2 separate regions of the Mus musculus genome follow, and region 2 is linked to region 1. The links are chromatin contacts, called in public HiChIP or PLAC-seq maps. All regions are on one chromosome and are shown on one strand. The core of a region is the stretch at or near the end of the contact, and the rest is flanking DNA. Distances in the headings are between cores, read along the strand shown. Region 1 overlaps Camsap2 (calmodulin regulated spectrin-associated protein family, member 2). Region 2 holds the start of Camsap2 (calmodulin regulated spectrin-associated protein family, member 2).

Evidence for each region. HiChIP or PLAC-seq counts read pairs in DNA pulled down with a chosen protein or histone mark.
Region 2: an H3K4me3 HiChIP or PLAC-seq map of the SCID.adh cell line shows a contact between it and region 1, with 17 read pairs. The contact joins the promoter of Camsap2 here to the enhancer-like site in region 1. A contact is called at or near these places in 7 of 39 promoter capture datasets (the SN4741 cell line, embryonic stem cells, frontonasal cranial neural crest and 3 more), 2 of 15 datasets of contacts at CTCF or cohesin (the G1E-ER4 cell line and the NIH/3T3 cell line), 5 of 484 Hi-C or Micro-C datasets (cerebral cortex, embryonic stem cells and nephron progenitors), 8 of 115 datasets of contacts at active chromatin or transcription factors (CD8 T cells, the SCID.adh cell line, embryonic hindbrain and 4 more) and 3 of 9 other capture datasets (adipose tissue, liver and pancreatic islet).

Annotation. Positions count from the first base shown.
Region 1 is chr1:136,275,075-136,279,248 of GRCm38.p6, forward strand. It overlaps Camsap2 (calmodulin regulated spectrin-associated protein family, member 2), which reads right to left. Exons shown (of 18, transcript NM_001347109.1): 13 at 2,120-2,256; 14 at 1,464-1,684. Among named protein-coding and RNA genes, the nearest start is that of Gpr25, 16 kb to the left of the region's middle. Within about 2 kb of position 2,072, at least 7 of the 459 cell types and tissues checked have an H3K27ac peak or open chromatin away from gene starts, as enhancers often do. A contact at or near this core is called in the SCID.adh cell line and cerebral cortex, where this site is marked.
Region 2 is chr1:136,344,028-136,348,201 of GRCm38.p6, forward strand. Camsap2 (calmodulin regulated spectrin-associated protein family, member 2) reads right to left here and starts at 2,077. Exons shown (of 18, transcript NM_001347109.1): 1 at 1,272-2,077. The coding sequence starts at 1,410.

The DNA.
Region 1 (4,174 bases), core at 822-3,321:
TAGGCAACAATAAAACTAACTTCCTGTTTCCAAAGTAAAGTGGTCAGGAGACCTGATACCCTAACTAGGTTTTTTTTAAAAAAACAAACAAACAAACAAACAAACAAACAAACATATATTTTGCAATATTTAATTCCTCCGTGCAAAATTAGCTTACAAATTTCTTCCAACAATTTTTAGTTTTGATTTTTATTTTCTTAAATTTTGCCTGCATGTATGTATATGTACTGCCTGTATACCTGGTGTCCGCGGAGACTAGAAGGCTGTGTTGGATCCCCTGGAATTATGAACCACTGGTTATGACCTATTATGTGGGTGCTGGGAACTGAACCCTAGTCCTCGGCAAGAGCAGCAAGTGCTCCTAACCACTGAGTTATCACCCTAGTCCCAGCCATCGCCTCAGCTCATCAGCCAATATTATAAATCAAAGAGTCTCACCAAACAAACCAGGCTCATTCCTATAGCCTCAGCATTTGGAATACTGACGCAGAGTTGCTAGCTGGAGGCCGGCTTGTGCTGAAGAGCAAGCAGAGAAGCCAAGCTTCACTGCTTGGTCAAGTTTAGGTTACCCCCTCCACCCACAATCCAGAGTAACTTTAGAAATTCTTAGTTTTTGGAGTGATAGGGATAAAATCTAGAGTCTCAAGGATATTAGGCAAGGCCTCTACTTTTTTAATCTTCAGCTCTAACTGTAGAAATTCTTGGAAATTTTCCATGGTACTATATTAAATAAAATGGCTAAAAATTATGTATATTGAATTTTTCAACTCCAAGAAATTATAATTTTGGATTTTTGGCTATTTGTATCTTAGAGAGGGACCTTTGCAGTCTTGACCTGATGTTCTTTACTGTCGGATATCAATGTTTCAGGAAATGGTCAATGGCAGAGCCCTTAAACCTCACAGGAAGGGCCTGGACAAAAGTACAGGGATGCCTCCTATACCGCGCATGCACATCACATGCATCCTCATTTATGTTTGTAAACAGTAGTGAAAGCCTTGGGGACATAGTGTGGCTGTTGACTACTCCTTGCCCATCAAGTACAAAGCCCTGGAGCCAATCCCCAACACTGCATGAGAAGGAAGAGGCAGTTCATGCCTGTAATTCCAGTACTACAGGGCAGAGGTAGGAGGATGAGAAGTTCAAGGTTATCCTTGGTTATAACGTTTGTGGTGCGTTTGTGGTTAGTCTCTGCTGTATGAGCCCTTGTCTCAGGGGGAAGGAAGGTTGTTACATCTGCAGATTCACATTTAGCATTCACACTGGATTTACTGGATATATGCATGCACACACAATGCACCTCGATTAAATACAAATTTCCTTAGCTTATTTTGGTTTCCAAATAAGACCATGCATCATCTCAAACCGTGTGTCCACTTTAGTATTACCAAAGCACTGTCAAGTTAGCACAACAAGCCAAGCTGGTGTTTATGAACAGACTCCTCAGAAATAACTGCGGTTACCTGGAGGGCCTTTGATCGGTGTTTTGGGAGATTCAATATGATCTCTGTGAATGGATTTTGGCCGCTGTTTTTTCTGTTTAGCCGCCTGAGGTCGAGGCTTGATTACTGTATCCATGTCTTCCATCAGTTTCAGCTGTTTCCTCCTCATGTATTCCTGCCTGATAAACTCTCTCCGTGCTCGCTCGTCTTCCTTCTTCTGACGTTCTTCTTCAGTTTTTCGTCTAAGAAACCAAATGGCCAAATTGGTTATTTTGTATATCAAATACAAATGACACTGGAAAGAGTTACATGTTTGAAGGGAGGAAAATATTTCAGAATCTTGGGGAAAAACATAGTTGGCTTAAAATGTCCTTGAGAAAATTTAAAATTTTGGTCATTTTCCTCTCTCTGTATGTGTTTCTCAGTTATTTAAATTAATAGTATTTAAACATAGTATTAACTTTTAAAGTTAACACCCTGACAAGCAAAAAGAATAGTTTGATCTTCTAAAACTGCCCCTAGTCAACAATGGTCTCGCTCCTTTTTGTCCCCCACAATGTTCCTGAAGAACCCTGTCGCTCCAGAGCTGACAGAACACTGCCTGCCCTGAAGGCACACTTGCAGTTCTCTCTAAAGAGCCTGAGTCTCACTGCAGATCATCGCAGCATCCTCCTCACCTCGTCTCCTCTTTCTTATGCTCCATCTCCGCTTCCAGTTGCTGCTTCCGAAGCTGAGTCTCTTTCTCTCTTCTTAGCCGTTTCTCCAGCAAAGCTGCTCGCTTCATTGCCATATCATTCTCTGCCTTTTGATCATCCTAAGAACAAGAAGAGTAAACATTTAGATTCTAATTTAACATAGCCACATCCTATCATTACTTTTATCTGAAATCTGAACTAATTACAACCCTACCAAATGTGGACATGATTCACAAAATGTTAAGAAATCCTTAAACTTAACAGCCATTAAAAGAAAAAAGAAGAAACAAGTGCTTTCTTACTGCTTTAGTGTGTGCATGTGCACACGGCCGCCCACCACGGTGCACGTGTGGAGGTTGGCGGGTGACTTGCAGGAGTCTGTTCCCTCACGTGGATCTCAGGGCTGAACTGAGTCAGACCTTCAGGCCCGGTGTTAACAGCCTTTACCAGGTGGCCACCTCATGGCCTGAAAACAACTGTGTACATCAGTTACAATCTGTGACCTGTGTGCCCATGCATTCATACATGGCACCCACATGGCAGTCGGAAGACAACCTGCAAAGGCTGGTTCTCTTCCTCTACAATGCTGGTCCCAGGGATCAAACTCAGACTGCCAGGCTTTCCAGCAAGTGTCTTCCCCACCGAGTCACCGCACTGGCCCCCACATGTTTCCATCCTAACAAACAACCTACAATAGCAGAGCTTGGCTCCCATTTTAAAAAATCACATTTAAATTATAATGAAAAATCAGATAAAAAAGCATTTCAAAACTCTCCACCAAATGTCACGTCACATAAATGTTGCATGGGCTTGTCTCCAGTTTAGTTTTTGTTTTTTAGCTGAGGTACTGACAGTTTGACTGATAGAGGTCACTTGGAAGAAGACCTAGGCATAATTTCCTTTTCTGAAATTCTGTCATTCTCAGAGTTTGTCACGATCTGTAAACCTCCTGGACTGACTGAAGGCAGTCAGTTCCCAGAATGCCTCTACAGTGCAGTGCTTACAATCCAAGCAAGGAGTAACTAACACGCCATGGTACTGATTCACTGTCTCAATGACTTCTTGAGGACCTTATGTTTTAGTGACATGCATTTGCATCAAGTGCTGAACATTACAGGTTTCCAATCACACAGGAAAGAAAGACTTTTGTCTTTTTTTGCCTGGGAGCCCAGAGACAGATTCTATGGTGAACAGAAAAAGTCTGAAGGTACATCAAATCCATCAGCTTAAACATGCATTTCTGCATCTAGCTAACTAACCACACATACTATGCTATGCTTTCGGTAAAAAGAACAGTGTCCCTGCATGTTCACAGTCTAAGAGAGAAAGAAAAGAAAAAGAGGAAAACTTAAAACTATGGATGTCAGTATACTCAGGACCCCACAGAGACACTGTGGAGATAATTAATCAAGGAAGCATGAACAGTCTTAGAGAAAACAGTTAAGGAACAATCTAGAAGATACAAGAAGAGTCTAAACAAGTAGGTCTGGGTTATTCTGCCCAAGTCCCTGAGTTGGGCTAAGGTTTGAACTTTATAAACACTTGCCGCCCAGAATGCTGGAGGCTATAGGTTTACTATTCAGAACCATTCTTTAAATAAGGTGTCTCCAGTGGAGCCAGGCTCATGGAGACAGCAGTGTAAAGAACAGCATGGCGTGAGTAGAGGCTAGGGACCCATGTCCAGGAGATAGAATCAACAGGATGGAAGAGAGTGCAGATGCATGGAGGCCCAGCTTACACTGGGGATGCTCCGGCCCCGCGTTTCCTTTCTGGGCAAGGAAAAATGGTAGCAAAGGTCTCTAAACCTACACATAAAACTTTGCTATGTGTTAGTATTTGTCTATTTAAAAACAATACTTCTAAATGATTAGCAGACACAACATGAGTTACATCAAATTTCTAAATGCTGACAGAGGCCTAAGGGACAGGCATCCTGAGATAAAATTTAAAACAAATCACAATAGAACAAGCAAGCCCCACTGTCTCAGCAGTCGGTAGCTCGTTTCTCCCCACCACTGCTGCACATGGCACTTTTCC
Region 2 (4,174 bases), core at 827-3,326, 69 kb after region 1:
TTCTCCAAATGGATAGTTAGGATACTGCTATCCTAATTCTTCATATCGAAATTTTAAAAAGTATTATCTGTGCTTCCTATTATTGTTTTCCATTTAAAATTTAAGCTAGTTCAAAAAACCATTCATTCCTGATGTCAGCTCTCTATCAAAGTATAGGAAAATAAAATTAAGACAGACATAAACATAAAAATTTCTTCTAAATGACTACAAATACTTTTACTGACGGGGGGGGGGGGGGAATTCATCTAGTCTTTAGCCTAGATATACAAGCTCTGTAAACACTTGCCTATGTATACAGTTAAACAATAAAGCTGGATTAAACCACTTAGCCACATATTTTCACAGTCCTAAAACAAGAAATCAGTCATCCCCCACAAACAACCCAGAGACAATTTTGCAAGCATGAAGGAACTTCTCTATTTTTTTTAAAGCATTCCACAACAAGGGCTCCTAAAGCAAGAGCTGAGGAATTACAGCAGGAGGTCCCTTTCCTGTTATTCTGCGAAGGCTGGGTCAGAGAGAGAGTGTTTAATTACTGCTGTACTACAGGATTTCTATGTCAACAACACATCCCTGCCCCAAGCCCCCCCAAAAAACCACTTCTACTTCAAAAAAGAAAAATTCAAAGGAAGGAGGGGTTGTTTATCTGATTTTATGACGTCAAAATACATTTGGAAAAGGAAATATGCCTCAGTGACATTAAGTGAAAAAGCACTATCCAGTCAGAAAACTAAAAGTGGTTTTAATGGGTGGCTTAACGAGAATTTGGAATGTGTATGAAAGGCTGTGAGAGGAGTAAGGAACGCCTACAAAAGATACTGCACTTCAACACTGACCACCTTTCATCCTACATAGCCTGACTAGCAACCACCATTACAAATGTCAAGATCAATATAGTACCCCACCTTCTTCCAGTAATAAGCTCAGATTTCTTGGTATGGTAACCACAATTATGACCGAAAGGGAAACGTATGCAAGATAATAAGGAAAACACCACACATTAGAGCCATTTTGGGAAAACACGATAATTTGCTCGCGGAATTTAGACACACGCTATTCAATAAAAGGAACCCGGTCAACCCCTCCCGCGTCAGTCAAGGGCACCTCATTTAAGACCAAACCTGCCTTCTTTCTTTCTCCTAGAGCTCGTCTCCCGTCATCTCCCTAAACCTGTACCGGAAGATACACATGGGGGAGGGGGCTGGAATCAGGAACAAAAACTGGGATGTGGACAGCATCGGGAGGAAGAGGAAAGGGACGACACCACTTACCTGTCCCAAAGGCTTTGGCCACCAGCCAGGCCAGATTGCAGGCGATTTTGGCCCTGGAGAAGTCATAGTGGTCAAAGGGTTTGATGGCTGGAACAATGAACGTCCTTCTCATCTCCCGCGGGTCTGCAGCATCCCCCATCTTTCACGGCGGCTGGTTGGGATGGAGGGACGACGGCCTTCACATGGTGTGGCGGAGAGAGGAGTTCAGATCGTCCGCGCCGGTCGCGGCCCTCCCGGGCGCCGGGCACGGAAAAGCTCAGCTGTGCTCGTCGCGAGTCCGCCGCCCGCGGGAGCCGCCGCGGCCCCGGGCATAGACGTGAGGCGGCACCCGGCCGCGCTCGCTCCGGCCCGGGTCTGCCCCTCCGCCTCCCCTTTGTCTCCGTTTAGTCACACGGGCTCGCAGGAGGGTGGCGGCTGAGAGGGCCCGGAATGCTCGGGCGGGGGCAGCCTGGACGATCACGTCGCGGACAGTGTCCCCGCCATGGCGGAGCGCGCACGCCCCGCCTCACTCACGGCCGCCCCTCGGGCCGCGGGACCCGCCGCGGAAAACGTCAGAATCGCTGCAGCGCGCGAGCCGCCCGCGGCCCGGCGCTTCTCCGGCGCTCCGATCGCCGCCGCCCGCCTCCTCGGCGCAGCTCAGGGCCAAGGCAGCGGCCTGGGGGAGGCCGCAAATCAAATCACGGGCCCTCGGCTCCTGCCTTATCGGGCTTGTCCTCGTATTTTCCGCTACCCCTCCCGTGGCCGGACGCCTCGCTCCCCTTCAGCCGCCGCCGCCGCCGTCGCTGCGGTTTTCCGGCTGCGGCACTGGATGGAAAGAGCAGATGGGAACACTGAGCATGCGCCTGGCGCGCCCGGCCCCGCCCCCGCCGCTGTCTTGCGCCGCCATGCGCACTGAGCATGCCCAGCCTCGCTGCCGCCCGCGATGGGCTCCGCGCCCCTATCCATTAATCAGCACAGTGCCCGCTGGATTGGACGTTCTGTACATCCGCAGCTTTGGGCTGCTGCCGCCGACACTGCTGGACGAGGGAAGGAAAGAAAGGGAGAGGAGAGGCTTTTCTCCTCCCGCTACACGTGGTTCAGCCAAGAGAATTGATATTTGTTTCAAATGCTGCTTATGTCACACGCGTATTGCTGAGAATTTGCCTTGCACACCCATTTAATCCTTGCAGTAACCCTGAGAGAGGTGATACAGCTGGTTGACCACGAAATTATGGAGGGATGCAGTAACTTAAGTCACCCATGGGGTTTAACCAGGGTTGAAGGTCAGGTTTAAACTCTCCAAAGCTGTATACATTTCACGTCATGACGTTTTAACTTGATACTCCCCACTTAAGTTTTCTAAGTGAAGGATCCGGTTTTTTGGTACCTTCTGTTTCCTCGTAGAAAGAAACATAAACCCTTCCACAAAGAACATCCACAATTATGATTTGTCGCAGTTCGTCTTGCCAGAACTCTCTCCGTTCCCCCACATGGGTATGCTTTCTCAGAGCTGTGCGCTGCCTGTCTCTGTGGTCTCTGTCCACAGTAGTCACTCCCTCCAGAAAGCCTTCCCTGATACTGCCAACTTCCCGTGCAGAACTGATTCCAGAGCAATGTATGTCCTTTATGTCATAACTTGTCACACTGCATTCCAACCACCAACTGTCTTTAGCTTTCAAGCTGACTTGCCTTGTCTCTGACACCTATATGATGCTAAACCTCACAGTAGTTGCTCTATCAATGTCTAGGGTCAAAGGGAGAATGTTACTGTAGTTAACACCGAGTTTGGTTAACTTTCTAATTCCCCACTTCTTGTTTTAACACATCTGATTTTAATTTATGTAATCCTGGGTGGTTTTCATTTTACAGATGAGAGAGCTAAGAGTCAGAAAAGCCTCTTAAATTGCAGATATAGTAAAGGCATAGTCACAGTCTGAACCCAGAACTATCTTACTTTGTACGACTAGGGCCTCCCTATTATCATCAGCCGTTAAGATGGGAGACATATGAAACATGAGGGGAGGCGTTTTGATCCCTACTATCGAAAAGGGCAGCTCCAGGAGCAAGCCCCTCCCTTTTGATTTCTGTTTAATCCCCAGAAACACTCCTCCTTGAACCCAATAAGGCATTACAGATAAGCCCCACTAACAATGCCAAGCAGGAAAAAAGGCACTAGAAATAATATGCCATTGGGTGATTGGCATATTTTTTTAGTAATTCAATTAATATTAATAGGGTTTTTCTCATGGGCAAGCCCCTTTGAAAAATTAATGTATTAACTGGTTTGTCAAAGCACATTCAAATGGTAACTAGTTTCCATATTTATTTGATGAACTAAGCACTAATTGTCTTCCTGTTCTAGATGTAGGACTGAGGATCATAGAGACCAGGTGCCGTGACCAAGATTTCTCCTTCCATTTGTATTGGAGTCTGGCTTCAAACTCAAACCCAGGTCTTCTGTCTCCACTCCTTGGGTACTCTTCTGGGTTCCTGCTCCCTCTCTGAATAGGGGCTAGCACATATACAAATAAAGAGAACATATCATAAATATGGTACATGCTGTAAAAGACAAAAAAAATAATCACAGCAAAAATATATGGGTAGGGATACTTGGAAGATGTCTTAGAGACTGCTGTCCAATATAATGTTCTTGAATCCAACTTCAACAGGATTCCAGCACATACATACCAAGTTAAGAGAAATCTATGGGCTAGAAAAATTAGAAAGTGATACTGAAATATTATGTCTGTTATGTGAATCCACAAGCAAATGCAAGATTCTCGAAGGCAGCAATCAGGCTTTGTGTTACCTGTGCTCTAGCCCAGCACTGTGCTCAGGCAGCATTCTCCACAAATATGTGTCAAATCTCATTGAAAACTGTTTCAACCTCAATAGACTACATGAGGAAGAGAAGAGACAAAGGC